2 separate regions of the Ovis aries genome follow, and region 1 is linked to region 2. The links are chromatin contacts, called in public Hi-C maps. All regions are on one chromosome and are shown on one strand. The core of a region is the stretch at or near the end of the contact, and the rest is flanking DNA. Distances in the headings are between cores, read along the strand shown.

Region 1 (5,000 bases), core at 652-3,151, 330 kb before region 2:
GAAATAATAAACCTATTTCAGACGGTTGTCATAGGGCTAAGTAAAAGAATGTATATGAAAACATCTGGAGCAATGCATGTAAACGCCCTCAAAAACACTTCATTTTATTTGGAAACCATTTTGGAGAAAGCAGTTGGCAAATGTTTTGAATTTGTTAAAATCTCAAGTTGTTGGTTTAATTGTCATCAATTTCAGACTTATATAACAAACCACCTATAAAGGTATAAATCAAATCACTTTTTTTTTTTTTTTGGTCATTCTTGTTTTAAGGCGATATAGATCTTCGATCAGAATTGGATCGTTTTCATGAGTTCTCCACTGGTTTCAGGTTACTTCAAACTGTTCTCATGCCCTGGCAAGTCTGTAGCTCTGGTTGAGGGTGTCTGCCATCCCTGTTGGGAGCAACCCCCTCTTCTGCATGTTCCCCTTTGTTGCTGAGAGCAGTGTTTCTGTACCCTTGAGAACAAGCCACAGTTACTACTCATGGGGAAGGAGGTGATGGCCCCTGGAGAGCAACAAAAAATTCTAAGTGGGAGTAGAGTTGTAAAAGCAGTACTTGAAATGTGTGATTTTTCTAGGGAATTTTCCCTCCCTTGGTGCTGTGCCTGGTTAGGTTTTTAAGAGGTTTTAGGAGAAAAATTCCAAGTCATCGCTTTCTCCCTTCTTACCACTTGATCTTGCTGTAGAGCTGTCACTCTGCCATCACAGCCAGTTGCCATGGGAATAAGGCCAGTGTAACAAATGTATCATTATGACTTTTCTGTAAAAATCATGAAAGGAAAAGAGACTGTAAGGGGGGAAATTAGGGGAACAAACTGGTTTGAAGATTTCTTTTCTCACCAAGAAATTCTCTAGCCTTTTATCTGCATTGCAGATCCCAATTGTATATTCTACGCTTGACATCAGGGGAGGTTTTTGCTTGTGGATTTCGTCCTAAAATACATCAATAAAAAGATTTGTTTTGTGGAAGAAGGAAGAAGGCCTTACCTAGAATTGTTGTTTATAATTTAAAGATCTTGTTGTTAACAGTTGTAGTTTTATGGACTAATTCCCCTAGGTAATAAATTTTCATGTTAAATATTTTTGGGGTTATATTTTATCTCTTTCATTTTGCTGGATTCTACGATTGCTGTCTTTTGAATCGTCTCCGGTTTAGGAAAGAAACTGAGATAGGGTAACTCTTCTAAAGTCAGTTATGTTTTACCGGAAATATTTTAGAGCAAGATACAGTCTGGCAAACTCTAAGTGCTCACCTCTGGGAAGAGTCCGCGTCAGGCCACATCTTGTGCTAACTCCCCAGCTCCCTTGTGGCTTGTTTCCACTTTGTGTGTCGCTCCTCTATTGTCTGCCTACAGCCGAAACCCAGTCTTGGTGCCCGGCACCTCTCGGTGACCTTGGCTAAGCAGCTCAGATTGTAGGCTTCCTTGGCTCCGCTTCTTTATCAGGCTCATATATGATTAGTGTTTCCTGAAGGTTTGAGTCCCTTTCCCATTCTCTTTTTAGGTAGTAATATCTTGGGGGCATACATGCTTTCCTGCTTTGACAGTGTGTTTAACCGGCTGTTCATGTTAACATCATAGCAGCGATGATCTGGTACTTGCTAAAATAGGTGGTAGGCCCAGGGAATTTGGGATCCCAGAGGAAGAAGATCAGAAGGAACCTTCCAGACATGATTCTTCCTTTTTGCACTCCCCTCGGGCTTCCCTGGTAGCTCAGATGTAAAAAATATGCCCGCTGATACAGGAGACACGGGTTTGATCCGTTGGTCAGGAAGATCCCGTGGAGAAGGGAATGGCAACCTATTCTAGTATTTTTGTCTGGAGAATTCCATGACCGAGAAACCTGGAGGGCTACAGTCCATGGGGTCACAAAGAGTCGGACACGACTGAGCAACTAACACTTTCACTTTGCATGCTGATGTGGAAATCACAGTGTCCAGTCTATCAAAGGTCAGACTTATCTCTATATTTGTTTTCTCCAAACTATAGTTTGAAATCTTTCTCAACCAGCTTGAAAACGGAATCTCAAGCAAATAAGAAATAAAAGACACATGGTTGTTTGGAACTACTTGTTGGATTGTTGACCTCCTTTGGTAAAAAGTTAGAAATATAACACAGCTGTGGGCATGGTTTTGAATGATTCTTAGATTATACTTTGGTGAAACTTGCAAGGATGACTCCTGGACCAGGTGAGACAGTGAAACTTTGTCCTTTTGGTGTCAAATTGCTGCAGAAATCACACCTTGCCCTTCTTGGCTTTTTTTTTTTTTGGCCAATAATCTGGAGTTATTATTCACATTACAGCCTGCTCTGATCATTAATTGTCTGTACTACAGTCAGGACACATTTCTCAGCCTCTTTTCTTGGACGACAATTGCTGTGCTGCATACAGCTTTGATATGAAGCTTGGGATTTAGAAGCCATACAGTAAATCCTTGTTTATAGATGGGTTTATTGAAATAAGTTAGTTGAGGAGTTTAAGTTCATTATACTCAACTTTCCTGAGATTTTTGCATTTAAAATTGGTTTTTCTTCTTCTTTTAAAAAATTTGAAGTTATTATTTTCCCATTGAAGGTGTATATATGTGCATTTTGTAATGGAAACATTATAAAATTCTTAATTATTAATTTCATATCCAACATTTGAATGTCCTGGCTTGTGTTCATTTCATTAAACTTGAAAGTCAGTATTAAAATGGTCTACAAATGTATTTGGAGCGTTCTTACTTGGTTTCATTTGCTAGTAAGACAAAGGGATGAGCTGGTGGTATATTTATTGGATTTGAGAATGCACATTCATTTCACATTCACATGCCAAGGCACTCTGCACCTGAGTGCACTGCCGCCTGCAGCACATTTAATTTAAAATCAGGAGCCCTAGGGGACCAGCGTGTGGTAGACTTCCTGAGGGTTCTTCTGGAGCCATTTTAAATAGAATTTGGGATAATGGAGGAAAGGGTGATTATGTAGAGGTCTTGAAAATCTTTTGTAATTTGTTTTCACTGTAATTGGCAAGTAAATTTGCAGTCTAAATATGTGAAATCATTGTCTCAGAGATTTCCAATAGGGTTCTGTAGATTTAAGAAAAAACATTATATTCTGATTCTGCTTAAGAAACATGACTAAAATTTAAAATCCACCTTATGTCTTTCTTTTGAATGTTCAAACCAGCCAACTCCTAATTTGTGTGTTATTCTCCAATTTGTTAAGGGTGAACATTTTTATCAGCCTGGACCATTTGAGTTTAACCCATTTGTCAATCTAGTTTTCCTGAAAAAACATTCATCTGAAAATAAAATATTTACCTTAGATGACCTCATTTTTAACCCTGTAGTGTATAAAAGATGGATTGATCTATAACTTAATTAGACCCAAGAGAACTTATGTGTCAAAACAGGAATGCTTTGTCAGTTTTTTCTATACATTCATTTAATCCTAAACCGATTATTGGTATCCTGAAGAGCCGTAAGATGTACTAGTTTCTCAAAAGGGGTGCAGATAAATGTCAGCTACGGTTAAGTGAAAATTGTAATTACAGTTAGTGTGTATTGAGCAAAGTGCTGTGTGGGCAAAGCACTGTGTAAAGTTCTATATGTAAATAGCACATGGTGTATGAAATCTTGCATTGTGATTATTAAGAACAGGGGACTTTTGCTTATTCTCCTAACATCAGGAGGAGGATTTTAGAATCACTTGCAAATTTTGTAGGTCTACCTTTGGGCTTGCTTCTCTTCCAAAAAGGAGCTTTTTATTTAAAGGATAGATCTCAGAATATCTTAACTTTGAATACTGAATTTTTTGAAGCCCCCTTTTCAACTTTTTACTAATTCCTAGTATAGAGCTCTTAGCTATTATTTTAAATGCCATTTTCTTGTAAAATTTAACTGTACATTAACTTATCGTTTGCCCAGGGTGCATTTTTATACAGCCCCTCTCATCGATTCCCAGTTTCTTTCTGCTGTGTCTTCCCTGCTTGCCTACACACACACACACTCAGGCTTGTTGTAACAAGAGTTCGTAATATGATTTTTATAAAGATTAATCTTCATTTGATCTTGAATATATAAAAGGGCTGGAATGAAGATCTGAGACTCTGGGTGATTTTATTTTCTTCTTTCAACATTTCCATATTTTCTGTAAAGACCACAGAAATTTAGGTTTGAGAAACATTAAATTTGGTATACTTAAAACCAGCAAAAACATTTTTAATGAAATGTTATGCTAAGCTCTTTAATTTCATTCTTCTGTGATAAATTCTAATGAAGAGATGAGAGCTTTAAACTGGGAGACCAGTGGTAATCCTTGGCATCCTTCCTGATTATCCTATTTATTTGGCTTGAAGAGTTTCACTTGTCTGTTTTTAGAGAATATGTTAATTGAGTGATCAGTATTCATTACAAATAATCTTGTCTGTTTTCTTGTCAAGATTCTGAAGGCCCTTTTGCTCTTTCTGTAAAAGCTAAGCAGGCGGTATTAACTTCTGATTTAATTTAAAAAATGTGGAACTTGTTGGTGCAACACCTTAAAGAATTGCATGTTTAATAATTGGAAGGCTTTCCATCAGATTTGTCTCCAGTCTGAATTAATAATGTTGCTGACTTATTGTTTTAGAAGACAGAGTCCTTGACCTGCTAGGTTGAAAGAATTGTGACTGCTCTGAACCTTTGTGGGTCCTTTAGCTGCGCCATATCCCTTGTGAATAATTAGAGGTATTTGAAGGTATTGCGGTAGAAGCCAATTTGTGTCTTTCACTTTGCATATTGTTGAAGCCTCATGAATTAGTCATAAGCGGGCAAAAAATTAACTTCTTCAGACACATATTTTGATGGGTCATGAGGGAGAATGTAAAGTGATCTGTAAAATATTCTACTGATCCTCTAAGTATTAAATTATTATACCTACAGGCTAATTTCAGAGTGGGGAGAAAAGAGTTTTCCTCCTCCTTCAGGACCAGAGTAACACATTTGGAAAAAAAAAATAATGGTTTATTATTTCTAGGAT
Region 2 (5,134 bases), core at 234-2,733:
TGGAACAGAGTTAAATCCAACATGTTTATAGTGGAAACAGCCGGAGGAGACAGACAGCTTCTGCCAAGAAAAAGTTGAGCTGTTGAGTGCTGGGGGTACCGCCTGATGACAGAGGGCGTGAAGAGTAACCAGCAGCCGCTTGGTTACTGAGGGGCTCACTGAGACCCTGGGTGTGCACCTGTGGTGTGGGTCTCTGCTGCCCTGCTCGCCTACCTTCCCAGACCACTGGCCATCCTCAGGCAGGCCTGGGATGGGGCGACTTTTCAGAGGCTCTGGCCCTCTGGTACCCAGGCCTTAATTAACAGATGACATAGTCCTGAGACCATATGCATGAAGGCCCCCTCTTGGCTCTCTTCTGACCTCTCTGGCCAGTCCTTGGAGGAAGCCCCTAGTTAGGGAGTTCTCCATGCACAAACTGTTGGAGATGTTGGGGGTGGGGGAGCTTGGGAAATGACCTAATCTCATCCCACCTTGTCCAAATAAGGAAATGGGTGCCAAAGGCGAAGGACCTGACTGGAGGTCACCAGCTAATATCTGATAGAGTAGAGCTTGGGAGTCAGGTCCCTGACTGTTTGATGCCTTTTCATTGTGGAATTCTACCTCAGTCTCCTCCAAGTTTTCAGAAGTTCTTCAATCAGACCTGCTGTGGTTGCCCCCTCCTCCTGCCCAGCTTCTTTTCCCTGGGCTGTGGGGCACCAGCAGCAATGGCAAGAATGGGGAAGGACATGAGCTTTGGGTCAACCTTGGGATTTGGATTTCTAGCCCTGGTGCATATCAGCTCGCTGGTCCCCCTGGGTAAAAAAAATCTAACCTCTCTGAGCTTCTTAGTAGAATGAGAGCTGTAAAATATCATGAGATTGTTCTGAAGAACTAATGTATATAAAGAACCTCACACAGTACCAGTTCACAGTGGGTACTTAATGAATGGGAGTTCCGCAACATCCTAAAATAAAGGTGCTGACCCCCTAAATGGTCCCTTTTGAATGGCTTCTGTCCAGGGCCAGCAGTAGATTGGTTACTACTGGGCATCAGGAGGAGAAACGGAGGAGAGAGTTTCGTGGATGCCCGGACCGGGCACAGATGAAGCGTGTGTATTTCTTCTGAGCGGTGGGCTGCGTCCAGCCCTGGAGCCTTTGCTGGGATCCGCGCAGTGGCAACCCACTCCAGTACTCTTGCCTGGAAAATCCCATGGCTGGAGGAGCCTGGTAGGCTGCAGTCCAGGGGGTCGCTAAGAGTCGGACACGACTGAGCAACTTCACTTTCACTTTTCACTTTCATGCATTGGAGCAGGAAATGGCAACCCACTCGTGTTCTTGTCTGGAGAATCCCAGGGACAGGGGAGCCTGGTGGGCTTCCGTCTATGGGGTCGCACAGAATTGGACACGACTGAAGCAACTTAGCAGCAGCAGCAGCCTCTCTAGTTCCGTCCCTGGCGGAGCCGGGCAGAGACTGAGGTCGGAGCCTGGCGGGCTGAGCACGGCCTGCAGCGCCCCCTCGTGCCCGCAGCGGGAAGGCGGCCTCCTCAGCGACAGGTCTGCAGGCCTTACTCTGAGCGGAAAACAGGGTCCAGTTGATCATGCCGAGTGGGAGGCAGCCAGGTTGTGTTTGTGGGGTAGGAGACTTCCCCAGACTTCCACAGACTGTCTCCTGGTCGCAACCCTGCCACCGTCTGCAAAGGTCAGTCATTGCCCAGTGTTTACCGAGTTCTTGGAATCCCCCAAGCCTGTGGTACGAAGCACCGTCTGTGTTCCATACAGTATTCTTCCCAGTCCCCACCAAAAGGGGCAGAGGGCCATAGCAGAGCTCCCATATGCTTATCACAGGACTCCGATCAGAAAATCCAGAAAAATGTCGTTCTAACATGCATTTTAACAAGCATGCAAATTTCTTTTGATGGTTTGTATGATTTTGAGTAGGGCTTCCCAGGTAGATCACTGGTAAAGAATCTGCCTGCCAATACAGGAGATGCAAGAGACACAGGTTTGATCCCTGGATGGGGAAGATCCCCTGGAGAAGAATTGGCAACCCATTTCAGTACTGTTGCTTGAGAAATCCATAGAGGAGGCTGGAAGGCTACAACCCATAGGATCGCAAAGAGTTAGACGTGACTTAGCGATTAAACAACAACAATGATTTTGAGTGCATTTAGTGAGGAGTTACCATACAGCTGTTTGGTTCTTTAAGATTTTATCATACAGATTTGGGCAAGTGGTAGGGAAGGAATCCCACTGGTCCTGGGCCTGGAAGAGGGGAGTTCAGAGCGGAGACACCTCTGGCCCCCACATTCGTGGGCCAGACCAGCCCATCACTCTGTGCTGACGTGCTCACTTGTGGTTTCCCCCCTGAACCCTGACCTCAGAGGTCACGAACTAGGTTTTTAATCTTTGTATCAGTGGCTCCCTGCATAGCACCTCACATGGAGAGGCACAGGTAAATGCCAGATTAGAGGGGCAAAGGCAAGTGTAGAAAGGTAAGGTTGGGAACACGGTTGTGACAAGTGGAAGGGAAAGAGAGGTTCAGTGCAAAATTAACCACAGAGGGGCCCCCATTAAAAACACCCCAAACTCCCCTGGCAGGACATGAAACCACATTCATTCATGTACCAGAGCCCCCAAATTTGCCATTCCTGCAGGAAACAGGACTTGACCAGGTGAATACCAGGTTAAGGTGGTACCCAGCGGGGTGGATGGAGTCTGACTATGCAGTCTTATCAAGTGCATGTCCAACAGGTGTGTGTGTGGAGGGCCACTCGTCTCTGTCATCAGAAACACCAGGTTCAAATCTGGCCTCTGCCTCTTGCTAACTGTTAGACCTTGAACCCACAGCTCCTTATCAGTGATCCTACCTTGCAGATTGTTCTGAAGTTTGAGAATATGTGCCTGGCAGAGGGAACCTTCAAGATAGTTGCCCCAATACTTCTAATGTTTCCAGCAAAGGTGGCCATGCAGCCCTGCCCACCCCAGCTTCAGATCTTTCTCTCTCCATGTGCCCAGCACTCATTCCTCCCCAGACCGCCTCAGCTGTTGACTTTGGCTCCTGCCCTCTGAGAAGATAGAAACAATCGGATGAGAACTCCCTCATTCCTCATCTACCAAATCCACTGGCTTCCGCATCTTTATTCAGATTGCCACCTTCCTTCCTGCTATCCGAGAACTATTCCTGTCCCTGCCAGTTGCTCAGAGCCCTCTAGTCCTCCTAAGGACCTAGCTCCTGAAATCGTGCCTTCCCTCTTGAATTATTAATTGAGCCTACCTACTAGGTCATTCCCATCGGCATATAAACTGGACTTTATCTTGTTACAAAAAATAAAGTCCGCCCCTGCATCCCACCTGTCTCCCTCCAGCTGCAGCCCTATTTCTCTCCACAGCCACACAGCCAAAGTGTCTGCTGGGCCCTGTCCTCCTGTCCTTCCAGGGGCCTGTGCACCAGTGACTCAATGGCACACAGGGACACTGGGGCGAAAAGTCTGAGCTGGGGGGGAGGATAGACTCTGATGGACTCTGTTGAGTCCATTTCTTGTTTACACTAAATAATTTCTTTTTTCCTTTTAAAAAAAATTATGTTTACATTTTTAAATTGGGGGATAATTGCTTAACAATGTTGTGTTAGTTCCTGCTGTTAAACGAAGTAAGTCAGCTATATGTATACAAATATCCCCTCCTTCTTGAACCTCCCTCCCACTCACCCCCACATTCCTCTGCTCAAGGTCTTCGCAGAGCACAGATCTGAGCTCCCTGTGTTACACAGCAGCTTCCCACTAGCTACCTATTTTACACATGGCAGTGTATATGTGTCAATACTTCTTTCTGAGCTTCTGTGAAGGGTCCTGAATAGTCATAATAACCCAGACTGAGCATTTACCACATGCCAGGCAACAGTTAACATGCTTTCTTTTAATTTATCATTTCTTTTGGTTTTTCTAACCTTTATTTTGTATTTATTGATTTTTATTGGAGTATAGGTGCTCAACAATGTTGTATCAGTTTCTGCTGCACAAAAAAGTGAACCAGTTACATGTATATTTATATTCACTCCTTTTTAAGATTTCCTTCCCATTTAGGTCATCACAGATCACTGAGGAGAGTTCCCTGTGCTATACAGTAGGTTCTCAGTAGCTATCTGTTTTTACATAGTAGTGTATATATGTCGATCCCAATCTCCCAGTTCTTTCCCCTCCCACTCCACTCCCCCCCCCAACCTTGGTAACTGTAAATCTCTACTTCTGTGACTCTATTTCTGCTTTGCACGTAAGTTTATCTGTACCATTTTTCTAGATTCTACATATAAGTGATATTATATGAGATTTTTCTCTTTATGAGTTATTTCACTCTATATGACAATCTCTAGGTCCATCCACGTCTTTGCAAATGGCACTATTTCATTCCTTTTTATGGCAGACATAATATTTCACTGTATATATGTACCACAGTTGCTTTATCCATTCCTCAGTTGATGGAATTTAGGTTGCTTCCATGATATTGTAAATACTGCTACAATGAACACTGGGGTGCTTGCATCTTTTCAATTATGGTTTTCTCCTGATACCTGCATAGGAGTGGGTTTGCTGAATCATATGATAGCTCTACTTTTACTTTCTTATGAAATCTCTGTACTGTTCTGCACAGTGGCTGTATTAATTTACATTCTCACCAATAGTTTAAGAAAGTGTCGTTTTTCTCTACATCCTCCCCAGTATTTATTCTTGGTAGATTTTTTGATGGTGGACATTCTAACTGATGTGAGGTGATACCTCATTGTAGTTTTGATTTGCATTTCTCTAATAATTAGTAATGTTTAGCATCTTTTCATGGGTTTGTTGGCCATGTGTGTGTCTTCTTTGGAGAAAAGTCTATTTAGGTCTTCCACCTATTTATTTTTAATTTTTAATTTTTTTATATTGAGTGCATGAACATGAGCTGCTTACTGCTTATGTATTTTGGAGATTAATCCATTGTCAGTTGTTTCATATGCAAATATTTCCCCCTATTCTGAGAGTTTTCATTTTGTTTACAGTTTCCTTTGTTGTGCAAAAGCTTTTAAGTTTAGTTAGGTCCCATTTTTTTTAAAATTTGTTTTTATTTCCATTGGATCAAAAAACATCTTATGGTAATTTATGTCAATGATGTTTCGTCTG

Evidence for each region. A called contact is a pair of places that touch in the nucleus more often than the background predicts.
Region 1: a Hi-C map of liver shows a contact between it and region 2, with 6 times the contacts expected there. The contact joins two enhancer-like sites. A contact is called at or near these places in 3 of 16 Hi-C or Micro-C datasets (hypothalamus, liver and tail adipose tissue).

The regions. Positions count from the first base shown.
Region 1 is chr2:184,653,637-184,658,636 of ARS-UI_Ramb_v3.0, reverse strand. All of the region lies in intron 7 of C2H2orf76 (chromosome 2 C2orf76 homolog), which reads left to right. Among named protein-coding and RNA genes, the nearest start is that of DBI, 88 kb to the left of the region's middle. Within about 2 kb of position 1,901, at least 1 of the 54 cell types and tissues checked has an H3K27ac peak or open chromatin away from gene starts, as enhancers often do. A contact at or near this core is called in liver, where this site is marked.
Region 2 is chr2:184,325,525-184,330,658 of ARS-UI_Ramb_v3.0, reverse strand. No RefSeq gene overlaps it. Among named protein-coding and RNA genes, the nearest start is that of MARCO, 50 kb to the right of the region's middle. Within about 2 kb of position 1,483, at least 8 of the 54 cell types and tissues checked have an H3K27ac peak or open chromatin away from gene starts, as enhancers often do. A contact at or near this core is called in liver, where this site is marked.